2 separate regions of the Zea mays genome follow, and region 1 is linked to region 2. The links are chromatin contacts, called in public ChIA-PET maps. All regions are on one chromosome and are shown on one strand. The core of a region is the stretch at or near the end of the contact, and the rest is flanking DNA. Distances in the headings are between cores, read along the strand shown. Region 1 holds the start of LOC100502394 (Beta-amylase 3 chloroplastic). Region 2 overlaps LOC103638912.

Region 1 (5,856 bases), core at 853-3,352, 73 kb after region 2:
TTTTGTAGTATCGTCCAGCATAAGGAAAGAAAGCTGCAATTTGTGCTATTGTTTGATTTAAGACAAACAGAGATGGATATTTAACTTTAGCCATGACACTACTTGTTTGCAACTTTTAAGTAATCTGTTAAATTAAAGATGAGATCTTGCAGATTTTTCTTATTACCTAATGGATTCTCTTATTAGCTGATTCAAATCTAATCATGCATATTGTAGTAAGGACTATGTATGTTGAATCAATGACTCTGGTTCAATTTTAAATATCACATGTGTTTTAAGTTTCTTAACTTTATGGCTTATCTTCTAATTTTTATTTTCTTTTATTTTTCTCTAGCGGATTTTTGAGTAATATGATCATTGTTGTTAAGTGTTTATTATTTTATTTTTAATCTTTATTCACATGTACGTATTTATGAAAATCTACAAACAAGATAAAAAATAGAGTTGAGTATAAGTACCAGCATTTATCTCAATCTGAGACTGGGAGCTGGCGGAGTGGAGTCGGACGTGGGTCTAAACAAAAGGCCAGGCTTGGACGGGTGACGGCTGGGATTGGGTGGTTGCTAGGTATTAACCCAAACCACGTGTGGGTTGAGTTACCAGTAGGGATGAAAACGATTTCAAAATTTTTCGGAATTCCGGAAACCGATTTCGAAATTTTTCGATCGGATTCACCGGTAACGGTATTTTTCGAAAATGGAATCGTTTTCGGAATTTTCTATCGAAATCGATATGGTGTTTTACCGACCATTTCCTTCGGTTACCGGTTTTGTCAGAAATTATCAGATTTATGTCTCGGAATTTTTTGGAATTTTCCATCATGTGATTTTTCGCATCGTCTATACGTCTCTAGATAAGGATTACTTATTTTTGTATTTTTTTGGATGCCTTAAGATTTTTTTGGATAGATGGTGTTGGATTAACGATTTGGTCTCTCGAACAAATCCACCATTTTCTATATACATGTTACGTATTAGTAATATATAATGATAGAGAGCCGACAGTCTGTCTTTTCCACACAATAGGTTTTAGGGTTTTTCTGTGAGGTTCTGAAAAACTCTATATGTGAGAAAAAAATATTTTATAAGTAAGCATGCCATGTCAGCTAGATCGAGTGGATATTGTGAATTGTGAACTTTAAGTCTGTGAACTTGTGATATTTATGAACTTGTTATATTGTGATCTTTGTAAACTTTTTATATTATAAACTTGTGATCCTTGTGAACTTGTTATATGATGAATTGTGAACTTGTGGTCTTTGTGATCTTTTGTCAACTTTGTTGTATTGTGAAGTTTGATATGTTTACGGATCGTATTTTAGATTTCGATCGTTACCGGTGTATTTTCTGCACCAAACTTTTATTTCCGATGTTTCCGAAATACCAATATCGTTTCCGTTTCCGGAGTTACCGTTTTCGATTTTGTTTCCGATAAAAAATATGAAAACGGTAATGGTTTTAGTGTTTACCGACCATTTCCGACCGTTTTCGTCCCTATTTACCGGTGGACGATAACCACATATATCCAAACGAAGCCTAATCCGCTTTGGCTGGGTTGTGGTTGTGAGTACTATACAACACTGGTTAGCTCTAGAGATAGTTTAGCTTAGCAGCCTGTCGGCGTCACACGTCAGCCATGGTACTGTACTAGCAACCGCCAACCGCACTGCCGGTCCGAACTCAAGACGGCTCGCGGGACTCAAGCTTTTTTCAGACTTGCTATCAATGCAAGTATGAATTTGCTGCCGTAGTATGCATGCGAATATGTGGTTGGATAGTGTTTGTGCAGGACAGGTGTCAAGCAGAGGCAATAGCTGCTTCCTGCAGACGAGACAAATTAAATAAAATAATTTAGATAAGATCGCCAGCGGCGCTCAAAAAGCCGTAGCATGCAACGGAACGGACGGACGGGTAGGTACGCTGACGCAATCGTCAGTCTCCAACTAGATCGCGTCCACTTGATTAGTCCTAATCCTAGTCGTTAATAAATTGATTACGGATAAGCGCCCGTGCGATCCATCGCCATCGTCCCCCGGCAATTCCTCTATAAATAGAGCTCCCAGCGCACGCCGAGACTCGATCTCCTCCCATTTGTTCAGCTATCTCCAACCAAGTTGAAACCATCTTGTTCAAATCGCCCCCTCCTCTCTCTCTCTCGTCAAGCACAAGCTTCTGTGCGTTCGTGTTGCGGCCCTGTCTGCTGATTGGCTGTGGATCCAGAGGCGAAACTATGGCTCTGACGCTGCGTTCCTCGACGTCGTTCCTGTCGCATGTGGACCCCGCCTCCAAGCTCCTCCACAAACCCACCGACGAGGCGCCGCCCTGCTGCGTCTCCGTGCCGCCTGCGCCCAGCCGCAGGCCGCGCGCGCTCCGGGCGGCCGCGGCCACGGCCACGGCGCCCTCGCCGGCGACGCACCGCGCGCCGGCGGAGGCGGCCGAGCTGCTGCACGGAGGCGGCGCGGGCCAGCAGCACGGGCTGCCGCGCGGCGGGGTGCCGGTGTACGTGATGCTGCCGCTGGACACGGTGGGGCCAGGCGGCCAGCTGTCGCGGCAGCGCGCGGTGGCGGCTAGTCTGATGGCGCTGCGGGGCGCCGGGGTGGAGGGCGTGATGGTGGACGTGTGGTGGGGCGTGGTGGAGCGGGAGGGCCCCGGCCGCTACGACTGGGAGGCCTACGCCGAGCTCGTGCGCATGGTGGAACGCGCCGGCCTCCGGCTCCAGGCCGTCATGTCCTTCCACCAGTGCGGTGGCAACGTCGGCGACACCTGCAAGTAAGCATCTCTATTCTATAAATCACCTAGATGCTTATGAGTTCAGATATGGTAGCGTGAAATCTACTGCGATGTAGAAGGTTTCGAGTAGCCAATTGCTGTTCTTAGCTTCAAAGGTGTCTAATCTAAAAACAGGTGGTTAACTGGTTACTGGGTTCGGTAGACGGTTAGGCCTCCTTATCCGGTGTTTCTGGCCTTTTTCATTTGTTGGTCCCTTGAACGCAAGGATTTGCTATGTTATTTCCCGGTAGGCAAGCAACCAGAATACTACCATTTCCTCCTATCTCGAATATTTGTGGCCGGCTAGTTCATTTTTAACTAAAACGCGATAAATAAAAAAACGGAGAAAATTATGGAGAACAGAGCAGAGACGTTCCTCTCACATGAGAGAGAGTTGTGCCTGATTAAGCGGTCACAATTTTGCAAACTGCTAACTAACAACACTAAATTGTGTCTGATCATGTTTCTAGTGCTAAACTGCTAACCAACAGCCGCAAGTTGTGCCTGATTAAGTTGGCATAATTTTTGCAACACAAGTAATTGAACAAAATTTAGAGTATACCTAGCAAACTTGGTTAATTGATCGATGTTGGTTGCTCTGATGTTTGCAGCATCCCGTTGCCGCCATGGGTGCTGGAGGAGATGAGCAGCAACCCGAACATCGTATACACGGACAGGTCCGGACGCCGGAATCCCGAGTACATCTCCCTCGGCTGCGACACACTTCCAGTGCTCAGGGGCCGGACCCCCATCCAGGTCTACACCGACTACATGCGCAGCTTCCGCCAGAGGTTCCGCGACTACCTCGGCAATGTCATCGCGGTAATTAACCAGCCACCGTTACTACGATCACTTAACGTTGCAATAGCAGTTGACCATAAAAATGCCATGCATGATGTTGTGATCTTAGGCTAAACCACTCGTGTCTCACTGTTGCAGGAGATCCAAGTGGGTATGGGTCCTTGTGGAGAGCTGAGGTATCCTTCGTACCCTGAGGCCAACGGAACATGGCGTTTCCCGGGCATCGGGGAGTTCCAGTGCTATGACAAGGTAGGCGCACTTGATTGGAAAGGTATTCGGAGTTGCCGGTGAAAGTTTGCTGAGTTGTTGTGCGTTGGTACAGTACATGCGGGCATCGCTGGAAGCCGCGGCGGTGGCGTCGGGCCACGAGGAGTGGGGGAGGGGCGGACCGCACGACGCCGGCGAGTACAAGCAGATGCCCGACGACACGGGCTTCTTCCGGCGCGAGGGCACGTGGAGCACCGAGTATGGGCATTTCTTCCTGGAGTGGTACTCGGGCATGCTCCTGGAGCACGGTGACCGCGTCATGGACGCGGCCGAGGCCGTGTTCGGCGGCACGGGCGCAACGCTCTCCGCCAAGGTCGCCGGCATCCACTGGCACTACCGGACCCGGTCCCACGCGGCGGAGCTCACGGCCGGGTACTACAACACGCGGGGCCGCGACGGGTACGCGCCGATCGCGCGCATGCTGGCCAAGCGCGGCGCTGTGCTCAACTTCACGTGCATGGAGATGAAGGACGAGCAGCAGCCGCAGCACGCCAGCTGCTCCCCCGAGCTGCTGGTGCAGCAGGTCAAGGCTGCGACCAGCGCCGCCGGCGTGCAGCTCGCCGGCGAGAACGCGCTGGAGCGGTACGACGATGCGGCGTTCTCGCAGGTGGTGTCGACGGCGCGCGGCGCAGGCCTGGCCGCGTTCACGTATCTGCGCATGAACAAGACGCTCTTCGACGGCGACAACTGGGGGCGGTTCGTGTCCTTCGTCAGGGCTATGGCCGACGGTGGCGCGAGGCCAGCGCTGCCGCGGTGTGACACGGGGCACTCGGACCTGTACGTCGGGTTTGTCGACGCCGCCAAGGAGAGGAAGGCGGCGGAGGCCAAGGGCGCCGCCACCACCGCAGCATTGTAGGTGGTCATCGGTAGATGCCCATGCATGTGCTTGCATAATGCATACAGACACATGCGCCGAGCTGTTGTATAACGTACACAGGAGAACTGTATAAATTCAGGGCCTTCAGGTTGCAAAGTTTTATAGGCTGTAATCGAGCAGGTAGATAAGGAGGCAGGCATGTCAGAACTTAGGCTATCTTCAGTTTATTTGTTCCATTTCAAACTGTATTATAAGGAGCAGCTTGGTGACTTTCACTGTCATAAATTTAGCTGAAGGAAAATAGAAATGCCAATTACTACAATTAAGGCCATGCTTGGAAGGAACTTAGGGAAGAATCACTCCCGCAGAATTAAACGGTAAAAATCTGAACCGCTCCATGGTGAAAGTAGAGTGAATATAGTCTCTATTTTGTACTAGAAGGTAGGAGCCAAAAAAAATTGCGCTCCCAACCTACCCCCTCCCCACTAAACCCTCAAGAATCACTTCACAGACTATTTGCCAAACTGTGGGAAACCCTAACCCTGTCTTAGGGATGAGTAATATATTAATAGACTTTAGTTAACTGGGTCTGGCCCATTACACAGGGGTGTGAGTAATTACGCGGGGAGAACCCCAAACCCTAAGGGCTTGTTTGGGTGCTCTAGTATTCACTCCAATACACATAGGTTGATGTGTAAATTAAACTAATTTACACCTCAGTCCACCTCAACCCATGTGCATTGGGGTGAATACTAGAGTATCCAAACATAGCCTAAACGGGATTCTAACACACCGCGCAATCGCAACTCTATCTGTATAGATGTTGAGACTGGATCGAAAGTCTAAATACACTCGAAGGTAACCCCTTGATGAAGATGTCGATGAACTGCAGTGTGGTGGGATACTGAGAACTCGAACGTCATCAAAACGGACACGCTCGCGGACGAAGTGTAGGTCGATCTCCACGTGCTTTGTGCGCTGATGTTGCACGGGATTGGTGGAGAGGTAGACTGCGCTGATGTTGTCGCAGTAGACAAGGGTGGCACGCTAGAGGAAGCTGTGGAGCTCGTGGAGGAGCTGGCGCAGCCAGGAGGCATCAACCACTCCGTTGGCCACGGTGTGGTACTCGACCTCTGTGCTGGAACGGGAGACGACGGGCTGTCGATTTGTGGCCCAGGAGACGAGGTTAGCGCCCAAGAGCAC
Region 2 (5,931 bases), core at 1,517-4,016:
AAATTTAGGGCATAAAACTTGGATCAATAGATTTGTGTTGCAAGTGGCTCTAATATGATATTCATTCTTTAGCAATTGATTTCATACTATAAGAGAATTACGGAATGATTGCCCTTCCGGTATTATATTAAGAAGAAACTAAAACAATAGTCCCAGCCGAAAATATACCCGAACCCTGGCCTTCCATCACTAACGGGCCGGCATCAACTATACACTCTGTAACGGCCACTATTCTTAAGGCGACGCCTAGGTGTCCAGGCAGAGGTCCAACGCCCAGGCGCCTTGCTCGCCTAGGCATCTAAGCAGTGGTCCAACGACCAACGCCTTGTCTCGCCTTATCGCTTTAAAAATCATGGTAACGGACCAACCGGAGGATGGCGCACAGGACATCGTAACCTGAGAGCTGATGGGGCATAACGTGGGGATTTTTTTAACCAAGCCAAAAAATTTGCCCCCGAGGGGAATCGAACCCGGAACTTGGGAGCTGCTACTCGGAAGACTTTAAAGATTAGGCTAGAGGCCCTTTCGCGCATACTATAATAGAATTACAGGTCACTCTATTTTGTATGACTTCTTATGGTCAAATACGCCTATCATTTCTGGACGGAGTAATTGCAATGTTAGTATAGTTCTAGTCAGATTTTTGGCATGTACCCTTATTTAATTACTCTGTTCTTCAGATGGCCCTTTATCTGGCAGAAGCTAGCAGATATTTTGCATGCACGGATTTATTTCGAGAACCTTCTAAGTACGCATGGTCTGATTACTATGAAGACCATTTTATTTTACCAAGCCAGAGGATTGCTTTAGTAACTAATAAGCGGGTGATGCTGCTTCAGGTAAGGCTTACTCCTTCCTGATCGTATTACTGTTACTTCAAAAGTTTGATTAGAACTGATGTTCTTTGTTTGTAGTGCTTGGATCTAGATAAAATGGACAAGAAACCTTCTAAAATACTTTGGGATGTTCCTTGGGAAGAAGTACTTTCATTGGAGCTAGCAAAAGCTGGGTATCAGAGGCCTTCACATGTAATCATACATCTGAAGAATTTTAGGAGGTCAGAGAACTTTGTAAGGCTTATTAAGTGCAACATTGACAACGAACGGGAACCTCAGGCTCTTTCACTTTGCTGTTCAATTCGGAAAATGTGGAGATCTCACCAAGCAGCAATGAAAGTTATACCATTGAAGGTAATCTCTTGTTCTCCTGAATTGAGTTTTTTTTTTCAACCAACCCTCCTTCCTGAACTGAACTGGTGCTTCTGGACAAAACCATAATAGGTTCCATCAGGCCAGCGTCATGTGTATTTTGTGTCAGATGATGATAAAAAGGAATCCCACAGTTTATCTAGGCCTTTGCTAAGCTCGGGAGGAACCTCTACTGATGTTGAGCAACAGTTCATAAACAATACAGTTCACTTTCAGAAAATGTGGAGCAGTGAACCAGAAATTCAGAGCCGATGCAAACTAGTTGCCAAGCAGGTAAGTCAGCAGAATCTGAATGGATTAAAGAAGAAAATATTTCAGATGTGTGATGTAAAACTACCGTTGATGTTTACTTTAGATTGCGGATGACGGAAGGGTGTTCAGCATATGGAGGCCTCTCTGCCCTAATGGGTATGAATTTTGACATGATATAACCCATTAATGTACTCCCTTCGTTCCAAATTATAAATTGTTGTGGCTTTTCTGGATACATAGCTTTTATTACATATCTAGATCTGCGTAGCAAAAGCTATGTATTAAAAAAGCTAGAACAACATACATTTTGGAATAGAGGGACTAACTGCTTACATATCGAAGGTACTGAGAAAATTATTTCAGGTATGTCTCAATTGGTGATATTGCGCATGTTGGCATCCATCCACCGCATTTTGCTGCTGTATACAAGAATATCAATGGGAACTTTGCACTGCCTCTTGGCTATGACCTGGTCAGTTTTCAATGGGACTTCGTCACACATGCTTGACCAGTGTTGAGCTTACACAGAAATAATATAAGCCTTCTGTTACCTTTATCATGCATAAATGGCAGTTTTTTTAAAATTTTGGAACACCATATGGGGGAGAAAGTCCTTTTGACAGATTTGGCTCTCATGTTTGCCTGCAGGTTTGGAGAAATTGTGCTGAGGATTACAAGAGCCCTGTATCAATATGGCTTCCAAGGCCACCGGGGGGATACGTAGCTCTTGGGTGTGTTGCTGTCCCTTCATTCAAGGAGCCCACTCTTGACTGTGCTTTCTGTGTGGATGAGAGACTCGCGGAGGATGCCGCGTATGAGGAGCAAATCATATGGGCCTCATCGGATGCTTACCCATGGGGATGCTATATCTACCAAGTTCAGAGCGCCTCAATGCAGTTCATGGCACTTCGTGTCCCAAAAGAACAATCTGAGCTAAGGCCCAAGAAGATATTGGAGTCATTTCTGCAGCAAGCATCAGAGACTCAAACGTCCCGTGCATGAAGAAGCTGCACATGATGCTTGTGCGTGCAAGAGAACTCGGCTGGGACAAAGGGCAAGTCTCGTGCAAGAAAGCTCGAAGAATGCCACTTCTTTCGGATCACTCCATTTCTCCGTTGTCAAAGCATACACAGAGGACAGAGCCTTGCATGCCAACACTCGGGTTGACGGAAGTGTTGTATACTAGAATAGTAGGTTAAAGGTTGTAAATGTAAAGTTTTGTAACGTTTGATATAGTTTTTGTCCAGCTACATTTGTTAAGGCCCATGTGGACGTGGGCCATATTAGTTGTGGCTACATATTCTACTAAGAAGTTCTCAGGACTAATCATACTTTCTCTAATTTAAGGTTGTTAAGGCCCATGTGGACGTGGGCCATACTAGTTGTGGCTATATATTCTACTAAGGGCCCGTTTGGTAAAACTTCAGCTCCTGCTTCTTTAGCTTCAGATTCTGATCCTCGTGAGGAGCTGATCCTCCTGATTTTCCTAGAAAATCAGAATCATTTTTAAAACCGTTTGGCAAGTAAACTGATTCTTGTCTTCTGAGGGTTGGTGGCCTATGGCGATTGTCTGTTTTACCCTTTGCAGTTCAACTTTGTTACAAACCAATAAGTAGGATATATATACGGAAAAAAATATGAAACAATAACATATAAAATATTTTCATCATAGTAGTGCATAAAATGGTCTCAAATGTTTAATTCATAAATTGGCTCATTATGTTTTTGTCCAATGGCAATTGCGGGTAATTTCGATCAAACTTTAAGGGGAGGTCTATATTTGGTTGGTTGAGGAGCTGTTTTAAGGGAGGGTGGAGCAGGTTTTTTTAGATCCCACCTTTCTTCACAAAAACGACTCCCGATCTTTCGGCTCCACATGAGAATCAGTTTAAAAAAATACCCGTTTGGCACGGCTCCTCCAAATCTTCGCTTAGAATCAGGAGCTGGAGCTGTGCCAAACGGGCCCTAAGAAGTTCTCAGGACTAATCATACTTCCTCTAATTTAAGGTTAGTAGCATGATACCAGAATAGGTTAAAGTTAGGGCCTAATCCTTTTTTCAACCACTGTCGTGAGCTGCCGTTGTCGCAGGCTCTCCTTCCCAACCGCCGCGACCTCCTCATCTCTACCTCCATCCCAGCCTTCCTAGTTAGGGATGAAAACGAGACGGGTACCCGGAACGGGTACCGGATATGGGTACGAAAACGGGACGAAATTTCGAATATAGATACGGGTATTTTTGTTTTTCGGGATGGATACGAGTACTACCCGGATATCGAGTAGGATACGAAATCACTAATATCCGGTAAGTACCCGAAAATCCCAGGTAGGATACGGGTACCATTCGGGCGGGTACCCGGATTGGGCTAAACGCTTGCTACTTCTGCTTGATAGGCGGCCCATCTAGTAAAGGTCACTAGGTTAGGCATGGCCGGCCACACGCTCAGCAGCTCAGGCGCCCAACGGAAAGCACTCAAAGCAGGACCAGGCGCTCACCACTTTACCAGCTCGGCAGCTCGGCTAAAAGCAGACCTAGCCGCTAAGCACTCCGCGCCTCCGCCCATCCGCCGTCGCACCGCACTGCCCGTTTGCCCGCACACAGCACACTCGCCAAGTCGCGAGCCGCCAGCGCCCAGGGGTTAGCCCTCAGCCGCCGCGCTTCGCGGTCCAGTGAGCGGTGATCCGGTTCTGGTCAACCCTTTACTCTGGCCAGCGTGGCAGCGCCACCCGTCACGGCGTCACCCATCAAGACAGCGCCCACGCCGGCTAGGTCAAACAGCGATTGTGCGCCCACACCGCCCAGATCAAATAGCCACGACCACTCGGTGTCTACAGCTACATACAGGTAGTCAGGTACAGCCTCAACATCTGGATGTGTAGTTGTGTACAGCCTCGGCGTCAATTATTGCTATAGGTAGTCAGGTACAGCCTCACGACCACTTATTTAGTCATTTGTGATTTGCAGTGCTATGGTTGTGGATGTTATAGTTGATATTGAGAATGGGTCTAATGAGAATGAAGTGCAAGCCCCAATTATGGAGGATGGCAATGCTCGCATCGATGACCAAGTTGTCGGTGAACCTTCTGATGGTGCTAATGCTGTTGCTACCCCTCTTCTTGGAAAGAAGAAGAAATTGAAAGGGAAATGTACCCTTGGGAGATTTCCATAAGATTTTGGTGATTAAGTTCTCCACACAAATGCTTTGAGTAATATTTGTGCCAAAGACTTAAGAAGTGCAAATCAAGAGAAAAGGTATGTTTCTAAGACTTAGTACATTGTTTTGGAGACTAATGTATTGTGTCTAAGTGCTAGAAACAGGAAAAGACCAATTTGGAAAAGACTTGGCTGAGCAGCCAAGACTCTGCGCAGTCTGGGTGCACCGGACAGTGTCCGGTGCGCCAGGCTGGCTCTGGCGAACTGGCTGCTCTCGGGTTTCGGCGCTCTATGGACTTAAGCAAGCCCCAAGAGCATGATATGAATGCCTTAGAGACTTTCTAATTGCTAATTCTTTCAAGGTTGGGAAAGCTGATCCAACTTTATTCACTAAGACATGTGATGGTGACCTCTTTGTGTGCCAAATTTATGTCGATGACATAATATTTGGTTCTACTAACCAAAAGTCTTGTGAAGAGTTTAGCAGGGTGATGACGCAGAAATTCGAGATGTCGATGATGGGCGAGTTGAGCTACTTCCTTGGGTTCCAAGTGAAGCAACTCAAGGATGGCACCTTCATCTCCCAAACAAAGTACACGCAAGACTTGCTAAAGCGGTTTGGGATGAAGGACGCCAAGCCCGCAAAGACGCCAATGGGAACCGACGGACATGTCGACCTCAACAAAGGAGGTAAGTCCGTTGATCAAAAGGCATACCGGTCTATGATAGGGTCTTTACTTTATCTATGTGCTAGTAGACCGGATATTATGCTTAGTGTATGCATGTGTGCTAGATTTCAATCTGATCCAAGGGAGTGTCACTTAGTGGCTGTGAAGCGAATTCTTAGATATTTAGTTGCTACGCCTTGCTTCGGAATCTGGTATCCAAAGGGGTCTACCTTTGACTTGATTGGATATTCAGACTCTGACTATGCTGGATGTAAGGTCGATAGGAAGAGTACATCGGGGACGTGCCAATTCTTAGGAAGGTCCCTGGTGTCGTGGAGTTCTAAGAAACAAACTTCCGTTGCCCTATCCACTGCTGAGGCCGAGTATGTTGCCGCAGGACAGTGTTGCGCACAACTACTTTGGATGAGGCAAACCCTCAGGGACTTTGGCTACAATCTGAGCAAAGTCCCACTCCTATGTGATAATGAGAGTGCTATCTGCATGGCGGATAATCCTGTTGAACACAGCCGCACAAAGCACATAGACATCCGGCATCACTTTTTGAGAGACCACCAGCAAAAGGGAGATATCGAAGTGTTTTATGTTAGCACCGAGAACCAGCTAGCCGATATCTTTACTAAGCCTCTAGAT

The links. ChIA-PET counts read pairs in DNA pulled down with a chosen protein or histone mark.
Region 1: an H3K4me3 ChIA-PET map of seedling shows a contact between it and region 2, with 9 times the contacts expected there. The contact joins the promoter of LOC100502394 here to the enhancer-like site in region 2. A contact is called at or near these places in 8 of 25 Hi-C or Micro-C datasets (ear, leaf, leaf mesophyll and 2 more) and 1 of 3 datasets of contacts at active chromatin or transcription factors (seedling).

What each region holds. Positions count from the first base shown.
Region 1 is chr9:119,317,126-119,322,981 of Zm-B73-REFERENCE-NAM-5.0, forward strand. LOC100502394 (Beta-amylase 3 chloroplastic) reads left to right here and starts at 2,103. Exons shown (of 4, transcript NM_001365548.1): 1 at 2,103-2,768; 2 at 3,380-3,590; 3 at 3,708-3,818; 4 at 3,892-4,983. The coding sequence starts at 2,230. The coding sequence ends at 4,692.
Region 2 is chr9:119,243,420-119,249,350 of Zm-B73-REFERENCE-NAM-5.0, forward strand. It overlaps LOC103638912, which reads left to right. Exons shown (of 63, transcript XM_008661702.3): 58 at 681-839; 59 at 915-1,190; 60 at 1,281-1,481; 61 at 1,564-1,616; 62 at 1,824-1,932; 63 at 2,109-2,886. The coding sequence ends at 2,462. Among protein-coding and RNA genes, the nearest start is that of LOC103638913, 65 kb to the right of the region's middle. Within about 2 kb of position 2,767, at least 10 of the 20 cell types and tissues checked have an H3K27ac peak or open chromatin away from gene starts, as enhancers often do. A contact at or near this core is called in leaf, root tip and seedling, where this site is marked.